2 separate regions of the Cyprinus carpio genome follow, and region 2 is linked to region 1. A link is a contact called in public Hi-C data. All regions are on one chromosome and are shown on one strand. Each heading gives the region's core, a stretch centred on a gene start, on an enhancer-like site or on the middle of the called end of the contact. The rest is flanking DNA. Distances are from core to core; before and after follow the strand shown. Region 1 holds the start of LOC109093673 (beta-adrenergic receptor kinase 2-like). Region 2 overlaps LOC109097713 (unconventional myosin-XVIIIb-like).

The links. Hi-C and Micro-C count contacts between places; a contact is called where the count stands out from the background.
Region 2: a Hi-C map of red blood cells shows a contact between it and region 1, with 3 times the contacts expected there. The contact joins the enhancer-like site here to the promoter of LOC109093673 in region 1. A contact is called at or near these places in 2 of 8 Hi-C or Micro-C datasets (liver and red blood cells).

Annotation. Positions count from the first base shown.
Region 1 is chrA10:16,639,283-16,646,885 of ASM1834038v1, forward strand. It overlaps LOC109093673 (beta-adrenergic receptor kinase 2-like), which reads left to right and starts at 2,741. Exons shown (of 21, transcript XM_042765458.1): 1 at 2,741-4,900. The coding sequence starts at 4,788. It also overlaps the pseudogene LOC109066944.
Region 2 is chrA10:16,723,056-16,730,658 of ASM1834038v1, forward strand. LOC109097713 (unconventional myosin-XVIIIb-like) reads left to right here. Exons shown (of 45, transcript XM_042765456.1): 23 at 1-99; 24 at 404-547; 25 at 1,053-1,142; 26 at 1,409-1,528; 27 at 3,206-3,311; 28 at 3,402-3,526; 29 at 4,780-4,934; 30 at 5,096-5,219; 31 at 6,629-6,829; 32 at 6,973-7,083; 33 at 7,252-7,356. Among protein-coding and RNA genes, the nearest start is that of LOC122146483, 21 kb to the right of the region's middle. Within about 2 kb of position 5,001, at least 1 of the 8 cell types and tissues checked has an H3K27ac peak or open chromatin away from gene starts, as enhancers often do.

The DNA of each region.
Region 1 (7,603 bases), core at 1,491-3,990:
TATAGTGTGCTTTTCTCATTTTTGTTTTTTTTAATATTTCATTTTAGATTTATTTTTTTTTATTTTTTTTTCATTTTAGTTTTAGTTATTTTAGCACTTAAACTTATATTTCAATTAGTTGCCAAGGCATTTCTAATTTTCTAAGTTCTTTTAATCAAATATTTATATTGTACTTTATTTCAGCTTTATTTCAGTTAACAAAAAACATTTTAATAGTTTTAATTTTAGTTAACAACACTTTTAAAAAAATTTATTGTAAAAACATTTTTGATAAGATTATTGGAGTATTTTTTACAAGAACTACTATATTAGTCTTTCCATTTCAAAAATGTCATATTTAATTTGATGTGTAACTTGTAATTACTTGTGAAATGTAACTATTTCTGAGTGAAATATATATAATATAATATATATATATATTTGTATTCGCTTTTATTTCTCTATTTTCATTTTACCTTAATTTTGTAATATGATTTTGTAATTTTTGTTAGTGTTTTTTTTAGCTTTCATTTATTTTTTAGTATAGTTTTTGTTATTTTTGTAACTTGTTTTATTTTAGTTAGTTGCCAAGGCCAAGGATTTTAATCTAATATTTAAATTTAGTTTCAGCTTTATTTTGAGTAACTAAAAATAGTTTTAATAGTTTTAATTGTAGTTAATAATTTCAGCAGAGGCTACAGTGTTTAACCCATGTTTGTCTTCAGGTGGGTGGGCTACGAGCACTCAAATTACCAGGGTCACCATTTAGCGCTGCAACTACCCTAATACCCACACCTCTATACCAATCAATGAATAAAACATCGAGAGAATGACCTCCTTTACCTCCTTTAGACCAATTTCCTGTTCTGTAAGCTCTCAAAGCTTTAAAACCATATCATCACTCACCCACCTTGCCTTTTCTTTAACAACATTCACAATAATTTGTTGTTGATTGCAATTAATTCATATTATAACTATCATTTTTGGTTTGCATTGGAAAGATGCTCATTGGTTGACATTATGTTTGATATAATTCTCCCAGAACCACAGGGAGTGCAGAATGACCATCTATGAGAGGGAGAACTACCTGGGCCGCAAGGGAGAGCTCAGTGACGACTATCCCTCTCTTCAGGCTATGGGATGGTGCAACAATGAAGTGGGCTCTATGCGTGTTCAGTCCGGAGCGTGAGTATCTGTTTGGGTTCTTCTGTCACTTCTGTATCATTTGTCCTTTCATTTTTTTTTGATCGCCACTGTCTGTTCTTCGATCCGCACACGACAGGTTTGTGTGCTACCAGTTCCCTGGTTACCGTGGATACCAGTACATCATGGAGTGTGACCGCCACTGTGGGGAGTACAAAAACTTCAAGGAGTTTGGCTCCCATTGCCAGACCCCTCAGATCCAGTCCATCCGCCGTATCCAGCAGTAACGGATTTCTCCTCCACCCTCTCCTTGCAAAAACTCTCATGCCCCTTTCTGCCCGATGCTAAATAAACTGTCTTTCTTAAACCTCACTGACCTCCTGTTATAAATCTGTGTCCAAAAAAGCGCATTTACTGAAACCTCGAAGTAACAGTGAGGAATTTTTGGACACTTTCAAACAAATTAAAAAGAATGGTGTGCCTTTTATTACAAATTGATTTAACTTATTTTTTTATTTTTTTTTTACTTTTTAGAAGGATAGTTCACCCAAAAATAACAATTCTATCATTATTTGTTTACCCTCATGCCGTTGCAAACCTGGGGGAATGTCTTTTTTTCCACTGAACGCCAAAGGAGATATTTTAAAGAAGGTTGGTAACCAAACAGCTGATGGTAGCCATTGGCTTCCATAGTTTTTCCATCAACTATTTGGTTACCAACATTCCTCAAAATATCTTCTTTTTTCTGTTCAGTAGAAGAAAGAAACTCATGCAGGTTAGGAACAAGTAAATGATGACAGAAAATTCATTTTTGGGTGAACTATCCCTAGGAAATAAAATGCACTTTCACCGTTTTCCGCCAGAGGGGGCAACAAACCTACAATCCAAAAGATCACAAATAAGAAAAACATGCATTAGGCTTAAAGAGAGACAAAATTTCAAACTCTCTTTGGAGAATAAACACGGTCCATAACATGACTTAACTTGTTCCTAGAGGTATGTTTAGAATATCATTGTTTGTCAGATTAAATCACATGACCAGAAACTGAAAGGAGAAGCCCAAACAAAAAAACTGCTTTTTGCAGATGTATTGTTGATAAAAGATGTGGTATGCGCTTACACAATGATTTTTACTTAGATGGCGCAGCAGCTAGACTTTCCCACTATGATGTATCCATGGGTTATGAATATTAATTACGTAACGTGACGCCTAGATGATTTGCTGAAAAGTGAGTGGGCGCTATTCAGACGGCGAACCTACGGAGAAGGTTTGACTAATGAATATTAGTGAAGTAACGTGACTGGGCGCTTCAGGAAGGTTACTAAGCAACGTCAGCAGGATCTATTTAATATGCACAACGCAAGCCTTCGCGTCATAGTTTCGCGTACTTTGCGTAAATCAGTTAAATGAAATGAAAATCAATGAAAAGTTAAAAGAAAATAAAGAAGTATAATAAAATGATACTAAAACAACTCGTTTCGCATAAAAGTATAATTAAATAAAATGTAAATAAAATCAAGACTGCACACACCTCAAAGATTTGCTTTACTGGAGCTTAGCTTATAGAGGGCTCCAGTTCCTTGTTTTGTGAGTCCAGCGCCGGGTTTTGCGTCGACTCGGCCGCTGGGAGGAAGTGCAGTTCTCAGAAGAGCCTGAATTTCACTTCACGACGCGCCGTGGGGCTCAGCTCACACACAAGCACTAAAACAAGAAAATAGTCGTGTATTCCCATTTGGATTAACCGTGGGGAAACCTTAAGAAGAAGTCTTCCCCGGAGGACCTGAGCGGAAACGGACTGGAGTGTTTTATGTGGACGGATATAGTGTTTTTGTTGAGCGATGTCGGAAGAGATGAAGACTTGGATCTGCGACCCAAACACGGATGGAAAAGAAAAGAGTGGTTTCTCTCGGTAGTAACATCGAAAAATCAAAATCAGGTGTCTTTTGGAGAAAAGTACATTTGAAACCCCTGAACGAAGCGTAGTGGGTTTGAAAGCCCCGTCGTTTTGTTTCTCTCTCGAAACTCAAGAGTTTCGTTCATGTAATCTTGAGATTGAAACGCACAGCCCATGCATATGAAGTTCCGCAAGCTCTAACATTAGCGAAGAGATTTCAGGGTGAACTCTTTATTTTTTGTTTTATTTACAACAAACTCACAGTAGCTGTGTTTTTTTGTGTATGTTCCTGCCTTGCAGTTTCATCTGACCACATTTTGTGCCACCATCGCGACATTTCTTTTTAGAAAAAGGAAACTCGGATTGCTTTCGTTCACATTAGCTTATTTCCTTTTCTAGCGCCCCCCTCTCTTCTGTAGGTTACAGTAGTGCAATATCTCAGCCGTTTGTTGCTTAGAGCACACCTCTCATTATATAAATAAATTGACGAGCAAGCAAATCCAGTTTAAGAGGAAAACTGCATTGCGCTGCGCTGCACATCAAAACGCATCTAGTTTAATTTTGTCCCTTTAATTGGTTTATAAGATCAAGACAACCAGCTTGGATCAACAAGAGGAGTGAGTGACAGGCAGATCTCAACCATCGAACCACAAAAATGGGGATTTGTTTGTGATATTACCAGGGTATTTACACATGCATATGCTGTTTAGATCCTGAATGCAATTTTTGGATGTTCAGGAAACAATCCAGCTGCCCGTGTCGCATCGATAGCCATTATTTATGTTTCTCCAACCATTAGTCTCTTTAGGTTTCCACCATCTTTCCGCCTTTTAAGAAGAGGAGGATTCATGTTCCCCTTATTAAATGTGGTCTGATGTTTGCGTGCTGTCAACGGGTTAATGTGATTAAACGGAAATATCGGCGCATACTAGTCGTCCATTTTCATGCATTGGTGATTTGTCTGTTTTCCAGCGAGATGGCTTGCTTTATTTTAATGCCTTAAGGAGATCGTCTTGTCCGCTCGTTTACGACTTAGGTTCTATATCTTGTTGCTTTTAACGGGATTGCATCGTCGTTTTGATTTGAGTGTCATCCATTTGTGACACAGAGTGGCCAGCTTGAATGTATTTGTAGTGAACCATCCCGTTATTTCCATACTTCTGCACGGACGGTGGCTCAAATGAACTTGCACGTCATTGTTTGACAGTCATTACACGAGGCAGGTTGGTTCGCGTTAAACTCACTCAAAGGGAGTCGGAGCTGGATGGGGGGCTCGATTAATCGATATTATCGTTATCACCAACTAGTATTATTATTTTGGAAATTTCCGGATTTTGAGGTGATGCCATGCACATATATTCTTCCTCTTTGAAACAAGAAGCCATTTCTGCAACTCCAGTGGACCCGAGGGTGATGTTGCTTCACAGATAAAGCAACCTATAGATTTTCCATTCAGAGTGTTGCTGTTTTTTTTTTTCTTCCTCAGCTTTTATCGTGTGTTTTTCAGCCACTATGGTTGATTTCTGAGGAGGGAAACACGATAATTATTAAACACAACAAACCAAAAAAAAAAACCCCGGCTGGAATAGATGTTCGCGCCTCTATCGCGCATCACCATCATCATCATCACCACGACAGCTCCCGCGCTCGTCTCGTGCTGAGTCCACCCGCCCGCGCGCAACATCACCGTCCCCTCACACGTCCCCCTCCTCCTCCTCACGGCTGGTTCTGGTACCGTTAGCGACTCGGTTCGACCCAGAGGGCTTGAAGATGGCGGACCTCGAAGCGGTTCTCGCCGATGTCAGCTACCTGATGGCGATGGAGAAGAGCAAATCGACTCCAGCGGCCCGCGCGAGCAAGAAAATCATCCTTCCCGAACCCAGGTAACGTCACGTTAAGCCAAACGAGTCTGTCAGACAGTTAATTCACACACATTACGTTCAGTATTGTCTTGAAGCGGCTGGTAGATATGTCAAAATTTTGAGTTATTCATTTCCACTGCACCTTGACTGAACATTCGTGTAATTTGGTGTTAAATAAGCGATTTTAAGTGTTCGTTAGAAATTCCCTGTCACCATCGTCAGCAGTGGCCTGTCATGTACTACACACAGGGTTTGTTGTTTACTGCTTTCTTTCGCTTACAAAAACCACCAGAGTATTTTTAGACAAGCTACTTACGTTTATTTTTGGAGATATAACTGTTAGCTCAGTAATGCTATTTGGTTACCTCATAGTAGCATGTAAATACGATGGTATGAATATGGTAATTGGGCCCGGACAGTATCAAAGTACCGACTAGTGCTATCGTAGTAACACTACAGTACTTTTTGAAAGCTTTGGCTAAATACACATTTTGTTCTGTGTTTAGTGTTTTTGGTGTTGTTCAGCAGTTACTGGGGCCTGCTGGGAAAATTCCCCCGTGTGAATCAATGGCTCTTATCACCTGTAGATTTGCACCGGGCTGAGGGTGATATTCACTGTAAACGGGTCGAAATTCTGACATTGCCTTCACATTTGTGCTTGCATACTCAATAAGGCATACAAATCCGCTTTGTTGGGGTTTCGTGTGACTGTTCTGAATCGTTAGACCTTGGAAACGTCAAAGCAACAACGACTGTATCTATTGTACTGGAGTAAAAATGTCATCTGTTCAGATGGTGAATGTGTTTCTTCTACCTCGTACCAGTTAACTTTTAGTTTCTGGTTTTGTTTGTCTTGATTATCACTTTTTAATTTAGTGTTTTTAACTTCTTTCAAATGGTAAGAAATATGTTTACATTTTAACCCCCTTTTTTTCTACACAGACCACATATATTCACTTTTTGTTTTCATTGCCTTCAGAATGCACATTGTTTGGAGGACAACATTGGGCAGAATGTGGAATAACAACTTTGTAAATAACGATTTAATATTTTGGGATTTTTTATTTTTTTTGTCCAATTAATCAAAGAAATCAACCGGTTGTTCATTCATTAAAATAGTCATGACATAAAAATGTATTCGTCTTCCATTTATGTCGGATTGAATCAGTTCATGCACATAAACCACTTCATATTAGCTAGACATTGAACAATACTTGCCCCTTAGAAAGTGAATACAAGAATCGGATGGTGTCTAGAAGTAGTAAACCTATATTAAACACAATTAGATAGGCTTAAAATATTGTTAATTATGGTCTTTGGAGTTTATTGTACCTGTCCTCTTGGATATCATGTGAGGAGTCCCTTGTGTGTGTTCTACATAAAATTTTTTTTTTTTTTGTTTGTTTGTTTTTTTTATGGCCACTCTCAGAAAACTGTAAAAGTGATAAACTGACAATGCTGTCACAGTTTATGTAGTTGTTTGGCCGTTACTACGTCGGGAGACTGAACACTGTAAATGTTATTTAGACCTGCTTTTGGTAACAAACCGAGGCCCAAGAAATAGGAAATGGTATTTCATATTTCAGAGTTTGCTCATCTCATTGGATCACTATGGTGATACGGCTGTCAGTTTACAATGTAAAGCCTGTAGTTCAACACAAAGCTTTTATTGTACAGTTTACACAACCATGTGTCTCAGTATAGCCTGTGCATTGGTGGAATTGCAGTAGTTGGAATGTTTTTAAAGTTTATATAACACTTAAGAGTGATTCGTGATCTCTTAGTGTAGCTGCAAATTTTGTTGTCATGTAAACAGTTAAGACTAGTTAAAAGTGCACAGGTAGCAATATATCCCTTTCTTGGAAATATGGGGTATTAAGGACATGTTTAGACTTTTCCTCAGCATGTTATGGTATACAGTGTTTCCCATTAATTACCTAGACTGTGGCAAAGGTTTAACTCTTGGAAGTGAAGAAATTAAGACAGGATTGTAATTTTACTACTGTAAAATATTTATCTACAGTGCACATTAGCAACATTTTGGCAAAAGGTCTATTGTAAATTGTCAAAAGTCTAGAAATGTGCGAAACACAATTCACGCAGAAGTAACTTTCAAATCAGACAGTTTTCTGTTGGTCATCACGGCAAATTTTTGTGAACAATTTAACTCTATTGGGAAATCTTTCGCTTTCCTTCAAAAATACTGATTGTGTGGAATCCTATTGGAATGACTGGATTTCACCTGTGAAAATTTGCATTACAACTGTAAATGGGACCACAACTTCACAATAGTAATGTATTTCTGTCTTTGGTATAATAATATTGTAAAATTACTAATATATTAACATTCTTTGGCTGCACATTTGCAATAGTAATATTTCTGTCTTAGGTATAGTAATGTAAAATGATTGTTATATTCAAATTTGTTTGGCTTCCTAAAAACACCAATTTGAATGTGATTTGGACTAAGTCACAACTAAAATGATTTTGGTTTGAGTCCACTTTAAAGTCCAGCTAGAAGTCAATGCAAAGACTTTATTCTGTTCAGTATGGTCATTGAAAAAATGTTGGCGCACCTAGTTTTGCTTCCAGATTGATGCACCAAACATTAATATGTACCACCCTCCAAAGGCTTACAAACCTTTGTGGGGAACACTGGCATAGATTGAATAATTTTGTTTAACTTGTTGCTTGTTAAATATAAATTTACATAAATTAACCTCA
Region 2 (7,603 bases), core at 3,751-6,250, 86 kb after region 1:
TTAGATCAGCAGAGAGATCAGTTGTTGAGCGGCTGGCTGGTGCAGCTTCAAGCATTCTGTCTGGGTCATCTGGGCCGCCAGAAATACCGCCGCTTGAAGGTGAGTCTCTTTTGTCCTCTGTTTATAGATCTGTGGATAGGTGCTCAGAGATGACTGTGTTCCTCTTTGTAGTGACCCATAGTTCAGAGAGGGGAAGTAAAATGGACAATCAAATAACATTATGACATTTCTGCTGCAATAATCCTTGATTAACTTAAGGGGAAAAAAATAATTCTTGGAATAGTGTAAAATATAGCTTTTAATGGACCTTAGTAGTTGACTTTAATAGTGCTACAGTCTTGTGTATAGTTGTATCAGTGTGGGTCTGATGCAGCGTCTAATGTGAGTGCTGATCTGGGATCAGGTTCAGCTGATGGCAGTGAGCTGTATTCAGAGAAATGTGCGAGTCCTCACCGCAGTGGCCCACTGGAGCTGGTGGAAGCTGCTGTGCAGAGTGCGCCCCCTGCTGGACGTCAACATGGATGACCAGCGGCTCAGATCCAAAGAGGTACTGACCCATTCTCAAAGGACATGTTCATATTATACAAAACATTTAAACCACTAAATCGAGTTATCCAGTAATCATCTGTACAGTGATATTTGTGTAATTAAAGTATATATGTGTAACAAAAACGAAAAATATATTTGTCCATGTGTACTTAATTATCATAATTTTCTTATGTTCTCTGTTATGTATTTATTTATTTTTTGTCTGTCTGTCATCTGCTTATCTATCTATCCATCTATCTATCTATCCATCTATCTATCTATCTATCTATCTGTCTGTCTGTCTGTCTGTCTGTCATCTATCTATCTGTCTATCTATCTATCTATCTATCTGTCTGTCTGTCTGTCTGTCTGTCATCTGTTTCTATCAATATCTATCTATCTATCTATCTATCTATCTATCTATCTATCTATCTGTCTGTCTGTCTGTCTGTCTGTCTAGAGTGTGTTGTTGTTTATCAGGTTTGTTTCACTCCATTATAATTGTATCACATTCTGTTGTTCAGGATGAGATCACTGCTCTGAGGAGACGCTTGGAAAAGTCAGAGAAAGAACGCAATGAGCTGCGTCAGACTGCAGACAACCTGGAGACCAAGGTATGTGTTTGTGCCGTGCCCCCTGAGCCACAAATGAAATGATACTGTCAGATCAGAAATCTCAAAATCAAGTTTTCTAGCAGTTGGTGTTCACAGTGATGGATGAAGTCTGGTTATGAATTCTCATCAGTGAAAGCGTATTAACACAAACTAGGTTGTGATCGGCTTATGAAGCACTAATCTCTGTCATATGACTGCCGCTGATGAATGAACAGCTCTTCTGCTGAGACATTGACAGATGATGGTGTGTGTGTGTGTGTGTACAGGTTACGGCTGTTGTATCTGAATTAAGTGATGAGCGGTTCAGAGGGGAGGCCATGAGTCAAGCTCTAGACAATGAGCGCACGGAGAGACTGCGTCTCACCAAAGAGAACAAGGAACTGCAGGTACAGCCCACCCATCATCTGTCTCCGGATCTCTGTTTCTAATTGGTCAAATTGGATCACAACTATCCAGTCTTGTGGGAATGTGTTATAAAGGCAATATTCAGAATGTCATATTAATCATATTAGTATTGCATCACTGTATGTTTACACAGTTAGCAAATTTTATGTATATATATACATTTTATATATATATAATATATATAGTATACGTATGCTAATACAGTATACTGCATAAAATACTGTATCCCACAATGCAAAGTCCACAAGCCAGTGGTATTTTAGCATAATTAAAATACTATTATAGTATATATACTAGTAGTATTTATACTACATAAAGTATTATTTTTATATACTATATATATATATAGTTTTTATTATTTTAAATATTTATATTTAAATTATAAATTATTTTAGTTATTTTAGTATATATAGTTTTATATATTATATAAATATTTATATATATAAATTATTTTATTTTAAATTTTAGTTATAAAATTATTTTAGTTATTTTAGTATATCATGTCAAACTAAATGAAAATGAGAAAAGTTGCCTTGGGAACTAGCTAAAATGAAACAAGTTTAAGTATATGTATGTGTGTATTTGTGTATGTGTGTGTATAATATTTTAATTCAGTTAAACTTTCTGTTATTTCAATGAACAAAAATTTTTTTGTGATTTGAATTTGTTTTCTTTAACTGTAATAGCCCTGGCTCAACCTGACTTATAAATAACCGTAGGGAAAAAGGCAATTAACAACTTGCATAATTGACATGACACTTGTGTAATTAACAACTCATAATATTTTTGCTGATAAAAATGTTATTTCGATTTCAGCCACTTTGCTTCAAATTAAATATGTGCCTACTATTATAAAAAAAATTATAAGTGAAATGTAAGTTACATTTTAAACAGTAATATTCTACTGTATATTGTCACACAATCTCATCAAGCTGCATGTTTAATTCAGAAAATGGCATCCAGTTCGCATCTTTCATAAGTTATTTTGCATTTTAAAATCACTTCTGTCAACAAAGACCTTTTCTCTTGACCGTCCAAATAAATAATGAGTTGAGAAAGAAATTAATCTTAAAAAATTGGGGCTGGTTCAAAAATTACTCTTTCATTTATCACACAAGAAATGTACGGTCAAGTGGAAGCAGTGCACAGTATTCCTCACAGCATGTTCTGATTGTATACGGCACATTTCAGCAAATGAAGCAATGTAGGTAATGTATCCCATGCATATAGAAAATTAGCATATAGTCCACATACTATATAATGCAGAAACAGTGCATTCTTAAAAATAAAGGTGCTTCACGATGCCATAGAAGAACCTTTTTGTCTAAATGGTTCCATAGAGAACCTTTAACATCTGAAGAACCTTTCTGTCTCACAAAAGGTTCTTTGTGGCGAAAGAAGGTTCTTCAGATTATAAAAAGGTTAGAAAGAGATGGTTCTTTAAAGAACCTTAGACTGAATGGTTCTTTGTGGAACCAAAAATGGTTCTTCTATGGCATCGCTTGAAGAACCTTTTGAAGCACCTTTATTTTTAAGAGTGTATGATTAAAATGCTTTTCCAAACATAGCCTGCCATATTGTCTCAAACGCCTCACCGCTGTCTCTCCTGTTGAACTGTGGGCGTCACGCCTGTGTGTTTATTCTGTGCTGTGTCTCAGAGTCGTGTGGACCAGAGTAAAGTGACTTTAGAGGCCCTCGAGAGGCAGTTAGAGGAAGAAAAACAGAAAGTCAAGAATAAAGAAGGTCTCAGGGGAGTGGAGACAGGTAAGACAGGCTTCTGTGTAGATGCAATCAAACATGCTGGCGAAGAAAGATAATGACTGTTTGCGTGGGTGTGTGTGCATGTGCACGCAGAAAGTGAGCTGCAGCTGCAGCTGGAATGTGTACAGACGGAGGTGGAGTTCCTGCGCAGGCGTCTGCGGCAGACGGAGGAAAGACTTGAGAGTGAGAAAGAGGCCCGTCAGCTGCTGGATAATAAGGTATTAATATTAATTATAACATTAATCATGACCTTAAAGAGGCACCTTAGAGTGTTTGTCAAGGTTTCTTTTAGTTTTCATAAATGGCCTTAATTATTGTTGTTATAGTTTAACCACAGCAGTAAAAAATAGTTTTGGATAATTGAAATGAAGTTACAATAAAATAAAAATATTAAATAAAAAATTTAACTTGAAAAAAATGAAAATGAGAAATATTGCTTTGGGAACTAACATAAATAATTTAGTTAAATAACTATAATTACTGTACCTGAAATAAAAATAAAGCTAAATAAAAAATAAAAAAAAAAAAAAAAAAAACTATAAAAATGACAAAAGCACAACAAAATTACGAAAACTTAAATTAAAATGAAAACTGAAAATATAAAAATAAATAAATAATTTGAATTTATCAATATAGTATTATTTAAATATAACTAAAATAGCTCTAAAGTTTGATTTGTATATACAACAAAACAAATAGAAGCCTTCACAACAAATAAATAAATAACAATCTACCACTATTGATAGAAGACACAGCGCGCTCAATTAATATGTAGTGGGGCATGTTGTCACACAATATAAGGTACAATTTCAGAGTGGCAACCTGTTGTTTATTGACTGATTTCAAAAGAATATAATTTTTTGCTTTTTATTTATGAATTTTTACAGTTAAAAAGCTGTCTTCAGAACATGTCAGTAATTTAATGTGCATTATAGAATATAAAGGCTTTTCAATAAAATGTACAATTATAAAATGATAAAATCATAGTTCCTGAAACACCAAAAATTTAAAATACAAAATGTCCAAACTTTTTTTTAAATGTAATATATACTACAGTTATAATATGTATTATAAAATTAATTTATATTATATAGATTAAAAAAAGCATAATTTAAGACATTTTTTAATTAGATAGATAGATATAGAATTTCTATTTATTATTATTAATTCACAAAAAAATATTCTAATTGAAGGCTAAACCACTGTTAAGAGAACACAAGCATTTATGAAACTGGACTGAAAAGCATATAGTTTCTGAGATGTAGTCCTTCTGACGACTAGCCCCAGTGTATGCTTTACTGACCAAGTCCTTATATGAATAATCCTGTTTGATTTGTTCTGCAGATAATGACATGTTTATTATTATTTATTATTATCATGTGCACTGCACTGAATAACCCTGTCATGTCTAGTGGGCTGCACAAGGTCCCTACCTGATGATCTTTGTCTCTATCTCCCCCTCTTGTGGCAGGTTCAGGAACTGCAGTCTCAGCTTGATCAATCTAAACGCTCAGTGATAGAGCTAAAACGCCACTGCCGGCGGCTGACCTCTGACCTTCAGGATGCCCGCGTGCTGATAGACAGCCTGCAGGGCCGTGCTCATGAGCTGGACAGGAAACAGAGGAGGTCTGTCTCATTTGCATATGATTCATTAATATTTAGTGCCACGCTATCTGGTTTCTTGAAAATGCATTCTCAAGGCCTCTGTCTGATCTGTGTGTGTGTGTGTGTGTGTGTGTGTGTGTGTGTGTGTGTGTGTGTGTGTGTGTGTGTGTGTGTGTTTGTAGGTTTGACAGCGAACTGACCCAGGCGCTTGAGCAGGCTGATAATGAGAGGGAGCAGAAGGACAGAGCCATCCAGGAGAATACCACCCTTGGTGCAGAGATCTTCACCCTTCGCAAGACGCTCAAGGTAAGGGCCGAGGTCAAAGGTCAAGTGTCCACCATCTGCGATCGTGCCCGTGAACTCCGGGTGTCCTCTTTCGGTAAACAGTCCCCAGAGATCCCAAATATGCAGAGGAGAAAAGTTCTGCCATAATATAAAAATATAAAATAACATTACGAAACTAAATGAAAATGAATGAGTGAGTTTTTACTCTGAAATACAAAGGTCAGAGGTCAATACATGGGAAATACTTGTGCACACATTTATATCTGCATTATGCATTCTTGTATTTTAATACAATGTGTTTTTTATCTGTTCAGATGAATGTATGTGATTTTTGGGTCTGTGTTTGTAATTGTAATATTTTTTTGGTGCATTGTGTGTGTGTGTGCAATTTTTATGTGTATTTGCTGCTGTGTGTGTTTATGCGTATGTGCTTGTTTATATGATTGTTTATGTTTGTATACATTTTTATATGTGTGTGTTTGTGTATGATTATGTGTCTGTGATTGTTTTTTGTGCATCTTTGTGTGCGCATTTGCTTTTGTGTTCATTATTTGTATAATTGTGTTTGCGTGCGTGTATGTGCATGTTTGTTTCTTTTGTATGTATCTATGTTTTTTGTTCATTGTTGTGTGTTTGTTCCATTTTTATTTATTTTTTTGGTATGTGCATTTGCTTTTGTGGTGTGTGTGTTTGATAGTTTTGTCTGTTTATGCATTTGTGCTTGTTTGCATAATTGTGTTTTTGTTTGTGTAAATGTGTGTTTGTGTGCATATGTGAATTTGTTTTTGTTTTGTTTTTAATTTTTGTGTGTGTTTATTTTTCGTTGCTGTGTGTATTTTTATGTGTTTGTGACTGTGTGGTGATTACGGTATATTTATATGTCTGTGATTGTTTTTTTGTGCATTGTTGTGTGTGTGTGTGTTTTTGCTTTTGAGTTTTCTTTTGTGTTTTTGCATTAATTGTGTACATTAGTGTATGTATATGTAAGTGTTTGTGTTGGGTTTATGCATTTGCATGAGTTTTTTGTCGTATATATTTTTACCTGTGTCTGCATGTGATTGTTGTGTGTTTTTGCAATATGTGTATTTGTTTTTGTGTTTATGATTTTGTTTTTGCATTTGCTTGTGTATGGATATTTGTGTTTTTTATGCATTTGTTGTATATTTTTATTGTATTTTTGTGTTTGTGTCTTGTATATGTCTGTATGTGATTTGTGTGCATTATTGTGTGTTTGTACATTTTTATGTGCATTTGCTTTTGAATTTATTCATGTTTTGTGTGTGTGTGTGTCTGGTGTGACTGTTTGTGCATGTATGTGTCTATAAGCATGAATGTTTATGTGTGTTATTTGTCTTGAGGTTTGTATGAGTTTGTATGTGTGTTTGCTTTTGTGTGTGTGATGTTTGTATGATTATGTTTGTGTGTTTCAGGAGAGTCAGGTGGAGGTCACGCACCTGCAGCAGCAGAAGGAGGAACTGTGTGCTCAGATCCGTGACCTGAGTGTCCCACTCCACCTCACGTCTGACTCCATCCCTGAACTGAAGAAGAAACTCCGTGAACTGGAGACCAGAGACAAGGAGCGCTCGGAGGAGATCAGCCAGATGACTGCCAGAATCAAACAGCAGGAGCAGGTATAGGAACCCAAGAAGAGTAGACCTTTTGAAAAGGTTATGACGTCATAACCATGAGCACATTAACATATGATCACCCACATTAACATAAGTCTTAAAGGTGCAGTAACACAAACAGGCCATCTGAACTCTGTTCTCCACAGATGCACCTGCGCTTTGAGATGGAGATGGAGAGGATGAAGCAGATCCATCAGAAGGAGCTAGAGGACAAAGATGAGGAACTGGAGGACGTGCAAAAGTCTTCACAGAGACGAGTGAGGGATGCAGACTTAATTACAGCTCGACAGACCACCTTACAACTCTGTCTGAAACACTCTTTCCTGACTGTGTGTGTGTGTGTGTGTGTGTGTGTGTGTGTGTGTGTGTGTGTGTGTGTGTGTGTGTGTGTGTGTGTGTGTGTGTGTGTGTGTGCATGTGCACAGCTCCGTCAGCTGGAGATGCAACTGGAACAGGAATATGAGGAAAAACAGATGGTGGTTCATGAGAAGCATGACTTAGAGGGGCTGATTGCCACACTGTGTGAACAGGTAACACACACACACACACACACACACACACACACACACACACACACACAATATATATATATATATATATATATATATATATATATATATATATATATATATATATATATATATATATAAAGATAAAATAAAAATGTTTATACCTTACATAATATCATATATTAAAAATCTATTATAATTAAAATATTTTATTTTAACATTTTTTTTTATTGTATTTATTTTATTTTATTTTTGTAAGAAAGCTTTT